Linked DNA regions of Mus musculus: region 2 is linked to region 1. The links are chromatin contacts, called in public Hi-C maps. All regions are on one chromosome and are shown on one strand. The core of a region is the stretch at or near the end of the contact, and the rest is flanking DNA. Distances in the headings are between cores, read along the strand shown.

Region 1 (5,680 bases), core at 825-3,324:
GAGAGGTTCAGGGTTAAGGTGACTTGCGGCAGTGGTGTTCCCCATCTGCCCTTGCTGATTGGTTTCTCCTCACCTTCGTCATCTGTCCCAACACCAGCACCCTGGGTTCCCTCCCGCCCTCACGGTTCTCCATGGGCAGATTCCAGACCTCACTCACACAGTCTTACTGTGGGAAGCCGGGCTAACTGAGTCCAGGGTGATCAGAAATAAGGAAGGAGCTGGTGCGTGATAGCTCACATGGTTACGTTTGCTGCTCCAGCGTGGTGTTGTAGTTTGCTTCCTGCCTCTGTAACAAACCCCATGACCAAAAGCAACTTAGGGAGAAAGGATCTCTCACCCCACAGCTTGTAGTTCATCATGAAGGAAAGTCAGGGCAGGAGCCTGGATGCGGGAGCTGAGGCAGAGGCCATGGAATGATGCCACTTACTGGCTTGCTCCCCATGACTCGCTCTGCCTGCTTTCTTGTATCACCTGAGAAGCAAGGATACAGGCAGGGGCCCAGAAAAGGCTCCACCCACAGCAGGCTGGCCCTCCCACATTTATCACTAACTGAGAAAATACCCCCACAGACTTGCCTAAAGGCCAGTATGATAGAGGTATTTTCTCAATTTAGGTTCCCTCTTCCCAGGTAACTCCAGCTGGTGTCAGGTAGCCAAAAAAAAAAAAAAAAAAAAAAAAACAAAAAACAAAACAAAAAACTAGACAGCAAAAAATGCAGATCTAAACTCAATCCCCAGCACCCACATATAAAAATCTGGTAATATATAATCATGGTAATATAGGTTTGTAATCCCTGCACACTGGGGAAGCGTAGACAGGCAGATCTCTGGAGCTTACTGGCCAACCAGACGAGATGAATTGCCAAGATTCACTGTAAGAGCCTATCTCAAAAACTAAGGTGGAGAGCAATGGAAAAAGACATCCAGTAGCCACCTCTGGCCCTTACCCATACATGCACCCAAACATGCATGCTTACATGAATGTGCGCGCGCGCACACACACACACAGAGCGTGTGAGAGAGAAATCGCGAGCACCAGAGCGAGCAGGGACCACTCTGGGAAAGTAAAACATCTCGGAGCTCAGGCCCTGGCGTGTGAAGACTTGGCTGCCTTTCCTTGGGTAATCAATCCACAGAGCTCCTGAAGCTTTGTTTTAGTATTGCTATCACTATGGGTTGTATCTGCCAAACACAGGCCTGGCGCTTGGTAACCACTTGCTTGCTTTCCATTCCTCCTTGGAAGTCAGACTCCAGAGCATCCAATAACCAGTGTACCAAAAAAAAAAAAAAAAAAAAAAAAAAAAAAAAAAAAAAAGGGGGAAAGAAAACAAACAAAAAACTGTGCCCACTATTCTTACCTGGTGGGAGGGAATTGCCTAAAGGGAGTGAAGATGGGTTCTCTGTGGAGATGGCACACCTTGGGCACTGCAGCAGTCTGGCCCTCCGTGGCGTCACCATACATGAACAGGTGCACAGTTTCTATGTGGTATTAAATTTTCATGAGGATGGAGAATCCAGGGAGGCACTGAGAGCCTATGAAGCCTTTCCTTCTCCCTAGAATCTCGGGGCTTTTAAAAGTGAGCCTCTGCAGAGTCAGCCTGCCGGTTTGTTGGCTGTGACATGAGGGGTGCTGACCTCTGGTGGTAGACATGTCAAAGTGACAGGTTCAGAAGGTCTGTCTGTGCTCTCTGAACTCTGACCTTCTCTGGCTGAGTTTATAGGCCAGGGATAAATTGATTCTTGACCACAAGAATAATTAAGATTGTATGAAATATCTGTAGTAGAAAACTTCCTGCCTAGCTTACCCTGTATTTAACATATTGCCACATGTTTTAGTATATCCAAAGTCAGGTTCAAACATATCCTAACGGTGTCCTAGGCTTAAGAAGGTACAGGAGTTGTCCTGTGGACTGTGCTTTGGAAGGTGTCTGCACCCCAGAAGTTTCTGGAATGAAATTTTAGTCCCCGTGTAACGTGGAAAGGAGATGTATCGTCTCCCAGGTATTGATTGGTTCTTCCTAGGCATCCTGGAAAGGATGAAGCCAGCCTCCCCGCTGTCTGGCTTCTTCTCTGTCCATAGAGCCACACCCTCTTGTACCGGCTGCTGTGTGATGCTCCCCCCCCACCCCCCATTATGACACAGCCAGTAGGACACTCAGCACACATAAACGCTATGCTCCTTAGGTCTTCCCGCTACCAAAATCATGAGCCAAGTAAATAGCTGTGTATTTTGTCCAAGAAGCAAAATCAGGCTAAGACAGACAGGAAAAGGTCGTGTTACCTAAAAGGAAAAAAAAAAAAAAATACCTGACTGGTTTAAACAAACAGGAAAGTGCATAGAGTGGTTGGATAGCAAGAAGTGGAACATATCACCAGCCTTGGCAAGTGCATGGAACCAAGTAGAAAGTCATTAGGAACCAAGGTAACACCTCCCATCACTCTGCTAGGGACTCGTGAACTTCCCTCCAGAAGACTGTCTTTCTACTTTATAGGCACCCCACCAGGGTCCAGGCCCCATCACTATCCAAATGGAACTCCATCCCACTCGCCAGAGTCCTGGGCCTGTCTCTGACCTTTGTGGCTTCCAGCTTCACCTGTCAGGTGTAAACAGGAACGGTGTTGATTGTCCAGCAGCACTGGAAAAATTGGAAAAGCATTTTTAATGTTCTCTTCTCCTAGATCTTTTGATGACTACTAGCATATACTGTGGAACTATGCTGAGTCTCAGATAACCCTAAGGCACAAAGCATTACACACACACACCCTGGGTCATAGAAGAGCAAAGTCAGAAGAGAAGAGGTGAGCCTGGCAGTGGTGCCTTTAATCCCAGCACTTGGGAGGCAGAGGCAGGTGGATTTCTGAGTTCAAGGCCAACCTGGTCTACAGAGTGAGTTCCAGGACTGCCAAAGATACACAGAGAAACCCTGTCACGGGGGTGGGGGGAGGGGGGGAAGAGGTGAAGTGCCCTCTTTAAGATGGCATATAACATTCCAGAGACTCCCCTAGAGTCAAGCCCATGTTGGAGGCCAATGTGAGGTCATCTTCCTTTCAGAAGATTACCATGGTCTCCTCTTTATTCTTTACTCCAATTCTGCCCTGCATCCAAACTTGCCAAGGTTAGCACAAACTTATCTTCCCCAAATCCAGTGGCCAGCAGTCAACCCTCGTCCCCATCTTAACCTGGAGTCCACAGAGTTGCCCCGTGCCCTCTTCTCAACGCTCATCCTTAATCTCTAAGGCATGGCTGGAGAGGTGGCTTGGTCCCTGGTGGGTTCCCCACCATAGCTGGTTGTAGATACCCTCTGTGGTTCTTTCTCTTCCCTTTGCAGCCAGTGTAACATGGCGTGACTCACAGCTCCATGCAGTCATCCTTCCTAACTGAATGGAAGAAACCAAATGTTCCTGTGGCTCTATCTGAGGCCTACTTACCTTCACACTGGTCCTCACCTAAGAGAGTGCTCACTCCTGGCTCTGACCCGACGTATTCATACTGGCCAGCATTTGGTTTCCTTACCACGAAACTTTAGTGTCTAAGGATGTCCAGCACACCTCTCTGGCCAGGCCTCTGTCCTTCACAGGTCGCTAGCTATCAAGACCAGCCACGATCCCTATAGTCTTCTTGCCTTCCTGATCTCTTCTCCCCTTCCCCACCTCCCCATTTCTCTTTCTTTCTGTCCTACAAGGAAGGGATGGAAAGAAGCAGGAGGGACCCCTAGAGTAGGTGAGGTTGGTCATGGAACACGTATGAAGGATTGAAGGGGACAGAGCAAGCTACAGAGATGTGCTTGGCTGGGGACCAAAAGCAGCCTGTGAAGGAAAACCCAGGCGGCATGCCGTCATTGAGTGAAGTCAGGGAAGGAACCTGGAGGCAGAGGCCATAGAGGAATGACCTTGCTCCTCATGGCTTGCTCAGCCTCCATTTTTATACAACCCAGGATCACCTGCCCAAGATTGGCATTACCCATAGTGCCCTGGGTCCTCCCACATCAACCATTAATCAAGAAAATGTTTCAGTCTTGCCTTTAAGCCAATCTGATGGAGGCATTTGCTCAGTTACAGGTTCCACATGAATCAACATGTATGAAATCGACAAACCCAAGCCCTAGCCAGCGCATGTCCTCTTTCTTCCTCTCCCCTTCTTTCACTTTGTTCCCCCAGCTGCCTCACCCACCTCCCGGGATTGCTTTCTAAGCACTGCCTCTGTTCCTGCCAGTCCAGCCCTCTGCATCCTCTCTCTGCACCTTGCTAGAAGCTTTCCATGAGCACACTCGCCTGTTCTTGGGGTCCACTCCTGCCTCCCTCCCTCCCTCCCTCTGCTTCCCTCTTCCTCCTTGCAGCATCCCTCCAGCCCTCTTTAAAGTCCTTTGCCACCTGGAGCACACACCCGTGTGCACACACACCAACTCCACCAAAACTCTGTCTTCTTCTCAAGGGCTGTTCATTCATATATTCTCTCTCTCTCTCTCTCTCTCTCTCTCTCTCAATGGTTCTCCTGCCCTCTTCTCTTGTTAAGCCCTGTACACTTAACCTAGTCTTTAAAATGACCATAAGAAGCAGATCGCCTCATTTCCATTGCATAGAGGAAGAAAGTAAAAAAAGAACAGGCTTGCACATCTGAGCCAGACAGAACTTCACTAAGTATCTTAGTGCCCTATGGGGTCTGTCTTAGTCAGGGTTTCTATTCCTGCACAAACATCATGACCAAGAAGCAAGTTGGGGAGGAAAGGGTTTATTCGGCTTACACTTCCATACTGCTGTTCATCACCAAGGAAGTCAGGACTGGAACTCAAGCAGGTCAGAAAGCAGGAGCTGACGCAGAGGCCATGGAGGGATGTTCTTTACTGGCTTGCTTCCCCTGGCTTGCTTAGCCTGCTCTCTTATAGAACCCAAGACTACCAGCCCAGAGATGGTACCACCCACAAGGGGCCCTCCCCAATTGATCACTAATTGAGAAAATGCCTTACAGCTGAATCTCGTGGAGGCATTTCCTCAACTGAAGCTCCTTTCTCTGTGATAACTCCAGCCAGTACAGTTGACCCCTTGTCAACTTGACACACAAACACATCACTAGTAAGCCTCAACCCTTAGTTCTTATTCATCCCCAAGATCTTAAATAACTTTAAAAGTCCCATAGTCTTTACATATTAAAAGTTCAATCCTTTAAAAATATCCAATATCTTTTAAAATCCAAAGTCTTTTTACAATTAAAAGTCTCTTAACTGTGGGATCTACTAAAATATTTTCTTCCTTCAAGAGGGGAAAATATCAGGGCACAGTCACAATCAAAAGCAAAAATTAAACTCCACTGTCCAATGTCTGGGATCCAACTCACGATCTTCTGGGCTCCTCCAAGGGCTTGGGTCACTTCTCCAGCCATGCCCTTTGTAGCACACACGTTGTCTTCTAGGCTTCAGCTGCCTATACTCCACTGCTGCTGCTGTTCTTAGTGGTCATCTCATGGTACTGGCATCTCCAAACACTGCTGTCTTCCACTGTAACTAGACTTCACCAACAGCCTCTCATAGGCTCTCTTCATGGTGCCAAGCCTCAACTCCTTTGCATGACCCCTTCAGTTCTGGGCCATCAATTGCAACTGAGGCTGCACCTTCACCAATGGCCTTCCATGGCCTCTCACAGTGCCGAGCCTCAGCTGCTCTGCGTGACCCCTTCATGCCTTCAAA
Region 2 (5,680 bases), core at 1,328-3,827, 4.7 Mb before region 1:
CCGGTAGCATAGAAACTGGACAGTTTTTGACTTGCACATTTTATGAAATATCATCATGCCTCTCACAGGCTTTTTGTTTATTTGCTTTTCTGCACTTCGTTTCAATGGATTTTTGTACTTGCAATCAAACTGACTACTAAGATAGTCTTCTATACACACACAAAGCTACCAAATAAACTGTGCCATGAGGATGTATCCTGATTTCAGAAGCACTGACCCAGAGCTGGGCCTGTTGCTGCATTCCTGTCTGTGATTCCTGCACTTGGAAGGCAGAGGCAGAAGGACTGTACATAAATCTGAGGCCAGAGTGGGCTACACAGTGAGTCTGAGGCCAGTCGGATTCCAGTATAAGGTCCTGTCTCAAACAATATACATGTAGATAATGGTAGAACTGAAGCACTGGAACCCACCACACACCTACTTCAAACTTTCTACATTGTCCCTTCAAACCCATCCTACTACTTCCCACCTTTCTAGAGCATGTCAACCAATTCTGTGTTTCTGTATTAGCCTGAAAGAAGTACAAAAACAATTGAAATAAACAAACAAAAAAACCAGTCATTAGTACACCATAACTTTTCAAGGTTTAAATCTTATCTCCCCAACAAACTCCCCAATAAACTCATCAAGTCTTGGACTTTTCCAGCATATAGTTCTTAAAGATAATAAACATAAAAATATTCATTAACTTTGAAAAAGGAAAAGATCAATTTTCCACTAAGCTGAAGAAGGGAAAGATTTCAAATTATAATTTAAGACATGAATGAAGTATACTAGAATGGCCATTAATTCCAAAGACTCTTAATATCACTTACTGGCCAGGATCTGAGTCAGTGGTGCCCTCAGACTGCTGGCTGTAGGGTAGTGGGCACATCAACTCGGGAAGTAACGGGCAGTGTGCACCAGCAGAACACAGTGTAAGCAACATCCACCAAAGCACCCATGAAAACCAGGATGGGTTAATTATGGTTTTTTCAGGTCCTGAACTAACAGGGACACAGTGGGATGGAAGAATCTATCAAAGAAAGCACCTAGCTCAAGAAGCAAGGCACAGAGGCTGACCAAGCTTCATCTGACCTCGTTTGCACGAAGCTCAACGTTAAAAGTGACCTGTAGAAACTGGTCAGAAAAGCAGTTTGCTTGGTGAAGAACAATTATGGGTAGGATGGGACATTCGTTTTCAGGAGTGACCATTTACAAATGTGTGTCCAGATAAAAATCCTTTATAAAATGAAGCTGGAGCAAAGGCTCAGCAACACTGCTCTCAAACGTACAATAATTTGGGGGAAAAAAAAAGACAAAAAATTTTACATTAAAGGGCTAGGGAGATGGCTAAGCAGTTAAGGTCACTTATTGCTTTTACTGAGGGTCTGGGTTTTCTTCCTACTACCCACATGTCAACTCACAAGTGTCCTTAACTCCAGTTCCAGGAGATCGGAAGCCCTCTTCTGACCTCTGCGGGAACTAAGCAAGCCTGTGGTGCACATTACATACATGCAGGCAAACACTCATATGTATAAATTTTTAAAATAAAGCTTTAAAATTTCGCCTAATGGGAAAAAAAAATCCTTTTAACAACTCTAGGGATCCTGTCTGGATTCCGGGCTCGGCCTAGAGCATCACGGCCGATTGCCTTCATCCTTCAGACAGCCCCAAAAAGCCGACCAGTGTCAAAACCATCACCAAGCAAAGGTCCAAAAGCGACCGGGGCCTCAGGCCTCAGGCAGGCAAAACTCTGTATTGCTCCGAGTGGGGCAAGCTAAAGCGCGATGCAGATTACAAAGACCTTGTCCTACCTGCCCCCTCCCACTTCACAGGCACGAGGGACTCTTCCCTAAGCTGTTCTTGAGGGCAAGGCACTCACTCCAAGCTTTGTGAGGAGCGGGTATGTCAAGTTTATAGCTTGTAAAGAGTTCTTAAAGGGCGGAATGGGGGCGGGGGCACCTGCCTCGCCCTGCTGGACAGCTAACTGTGTAACGCCCCCAGCCAGACTGCCAGTGCACGTGCTTCCAGGTCAAAACTGCGGCCCTTGGGCAGGCGGCCGCGAGGTCGCAATGAATGACCCAGCCGCTCAGTCCGCGGCTCGACAGCGCTCCTCTGGAGCCTCCTCACAAACCTGTCAGGACTGCACCGCAGCCGCACCCGGCTGGAGCTCGCTCCACACCTTACAGCGGAGCAGCGCCGCCTGGGTGCTGTCAGACCCGGGTTCGGTTAACACCTCGGGCCGCACCGCCTCACCTTCCTGCTCGCGCCACCGAGAGACACTTTGGGCCTTGTCTTGAAGTCGCCTTCGAAGCTGAACATCTTCGCCGCTTATCCCATCTGCGCGGCCCGGCAGGCAGCGGAGCGGCCGGGGGCGGGCCCGGCGGGCTGGGCGGGGCCCGGCAGGGTCGCGGCCTCGCTGTCCCGCGCCGCCCCCCCCGAGGCTCAGCGCTCTCCGCCCTGCACGCGGGCGCGAGCGCGGCGACGCTGGAGGCCGGCCTGTCCCCGCTGCTTATTTATCCACAGCGCGCCACCGTCAAGCGAGGGACGCCCCGACTCGCGCCTGCACCGCGCTGCCGTAGGTACCAAGATGGTGACCGCCCGCACTGCGCGCGCGGTCCCGTGAACGTGCGCGGTCATCGACGGCGCGGCGCTCCTCCCGGCAGCCCCCGCGAGCGCGGGCACCGACGCCAGGGCCGCCATCGATAATACGGTGCTCCTCCCGGCAGCCCTTGGACTTGCCTGCGTGCGCGGCTCCGCGGGTGCAACATCCTTCCGCGCGTGCGTCATGCCACCAGACGATTTCCGCCGCCCGCCGCCCATTGACGCCGACCGGGTCGCGCGCACTGCTGGAGACCGGAAGCCCTGCATAAGAGGCCGCTTTCACCCTCCAGCTAGATGTGGGGGAACAGGTTACTAATGCAGAGACTCTACACCATGACAGACAGAGACGAATAATATATGTTATACGAACAAAGGTATTCGTGAACACACACCATACAAATACACAAATGCACACCAACAAATGAAAGTTATATTCATATATATATTCACATATTCATATATATATATATAAATGCATGCCAAATGTATAAATGCATCATAAATACATAATGCACAAATATACCCTATCATATATCTATACACTTATGCATGTTTAATATATGTATGTACATGTATAAAAACGTGCTATTACATATACATAAGCACAAACATAAATATACACAAAGTAATGTAAATGAATCGATGTCATATACAACATATATACATACACATATGTCATACAAACCAACATAAATATATATCATGTATGCATGCATATATACACATATACATATGCATAAAACAGTATGCATATACATAGAGTTTAACACAAATACATGCCATGGCATGCATAAAAAAAATATATATTATGCATATATGTCATGTACATGCACAGTATTATATAGTATATGCTCTGTGTACATACATATATGTTATGTATATTGTGTATACACAAGTATATATACAGATACATAAATATATCACATACACATGCATTACCATGTGCACATGATAGAAGACATCTTGTTTTGCTTTGTTTTTGTTTCTTCTTCAAAAGATTTATTTATATGTATGAATATTTGACCTGCATGTATATTACGTGTCTGTGAATTATGTGTGTGTGCTTGGTACAAGACAGTGCATTGGATCTCTTGGAACTGGAATTGCCATGTAGGATCTGGAACTGAAACCAGTTCTTCTGCAACAAGTGCTCTTAACTTATGAGCCATGTCTCCAGCACAGTTTAATTTTTTGTTTTTGAAATAAGGTCTCACTGTATAGCCCTAGCTGGCCTGGACCTCACAGTGATCCTCTATCCACTGCCTGTTAGTGTTAGGATTAAAGATCTGTACCACCATACAAGCCAGTCCTCTTTTTAATTAAAAAAATGTACATTTTAGTTTACTTAGTGTTTATGGGGTAGGGTGCATGCCATGATGTGCATGTGGAGGTCAGAGTACAACTTGTCTCTCTTTCCACTATATGGGTACCAGGAATCAAACTCAGGTCATAAGACTTGGTAGCAAGCAACTGGTACTTTTCATCTGTTCTATCATTTTACCAGTTCTCTCTCTCTCTCTCTCTCTCTCTCTCTCTCTCTCTGTCTCTCTCTCTCTCTCTCTCTCACTGGCTCTGTGTGTGTGTGTGTGTGTGTGTGTGTGTGTGTATGTACACATATTTGAATGTCAGAGGATAATTTATAAGAGTCTGTTCTCCACTACCAAGTGTATTCAAGAGTGTGAGTTCAGTCGTCAGGCTTGATGGGAAGCACATTTACTGCTGAATCATCTTGCCAACCTCAAGTTTAGTGCTGTATTGGCAACAGTGACAAGAGCCCCAATATTTTTGTAATTGTTTGAATAAATATGTAATGACTAAAAGGCCGGGGGAAGAGGTAGATCAAAATCCTATAGATACAGATTCCTACTTAACAGATGGTGTGACATTACTACACACTAAGGAAGCCATGGAGACAGAGCTCTCATTCTATTGAGAATTCAGAATGAATGCAGAACTACCTGCAACATGCCTTGGCAGTTTCTCTAATAAAGATTTTTTTGTTTTGTTTTTTGTTTTTTGTTTTTGTTTTGTTTTTCAAGACAGGGTTTCTCTGTATAGCCCTGGCTGTCCTGAACTCACTTTGTAGACCAGGCTGGCCTTGAACTCAGAAACCTGCCTGCCTGTGCCTCCCGAGCGCTGGGGTTAAAGGCATGTGCCACCATGCCTGGCTCTAATAAAGATTTAAACACAAATTCTTACCATATGAACTAGCAATTGTCCAGGAGTAAGGAGGGCTGTGACTGAAACCACACCTGAACATGACACTTGCAGCAGCTTTGTAATTGCCCAAATCTGGAAACAACCAAACAGCAAAAGGAGAGTAACTATTGTACAACACCTGAGATGGCCTTTGAGAACAGGATTTTACACTGATGAAACACTAGTGCCCAAAGGTCACACTGGTACCATGAAATTCCATTTAGAACAGAGCCACGGTATGAGAGTTGCAGGCAAGGTAGAGGAGAGCGCAATAGTCTCTGGTGCCAGGAAAATCAGTAGTTGTGATAGTGGTTGCACAAAAGTACACGTGACAAGGTGACCCAAGTCAGTTTGGGTGACACAGAACTATTTGGAGGAGACATTGAATGTGTTGTTATCTTGTTTGTGGCAGTGATACCATTGGGTGTATACTCAGAAATAATCAGTACACATTAAATACAGATATCTGCCCCTTCTACATAATTTCAAATACCTAAGTCAGTTATGGTTCAAAAATATTAAATGGAAAATTCCAGATACAAGAAAACTCACAAGTAGTTTTCTAAGTAATCGGATGAAATCTTACTGTTCTTCCTATAACCTGAATGATGCCCTCATTTAATATCCACATTTGCACTTGTTACCTTCCCATTAGACACTTAGCAGTCAGCTTTGCTATCATATCAGTTTTCACTTAATGCTTGTGAGGTTGTCAAATGCCTCTTTTGAGGGAAAAGGTGCAAGCCCATCAAGTATGTGTGGAAAACACTGTATGTATAAGGCTCAGTACTATCCATGCTTTCAGAGTTCCGCTGAGGCACTGAGGACTCAGCTTCATGCATTCAGGAACCAAAGTGTGAATAGTTCTTTGTATATTAATTGTATAGAAAACAAC

Evidence for each region. A called contact is a pair of places that touch in the nucleus more often than the background predicts.
Region 2: a contact with region 1 is called in a Hi-C map of Th1 cells, with 9 times the contacts expected there. The contact joins the promoter of Ube3c here to the promoter of Prkag2os1 in region 1. A contact is called at or near these places in 1 of 39 promoter capture datasets (pre-B cells) and 2 of 484 Hi-C or Micro-C datasets (CD4 T cells and Th1 cells).

Annotation. Positions count from the first base shown.
Region 1 is chr5:24,898,963-24,904,642 of GRCm38.p6, reverse strand. Prkag2os1 (protein kinase, AMP-activated, gamma 2 non-catalytic subunit, opposite strand 1) reads right to left here and starts at 2,074. Exons shown (of 7, transcript NR_040684.1): 1 at 1,805-2,074; 2 at 1,358-1,478; 3 at 158-286. The region is part of intron 5 of Prkag2 (protein kinase, AMP-activated, gamma 2 non-catalytic subunit); the gene reads left to right.
Region 2 is chr5:29,566,139-29,571,818 of GRCm38.p6, reverse strand. It overlaps Ube3c (ubiquitin protein ligase E3C), which reads right to left and starts at 2,577. Exons shown (of 23, transcript NM_133907.3): 1 at 2,239-2,577. The coding sequence starts at 2,304.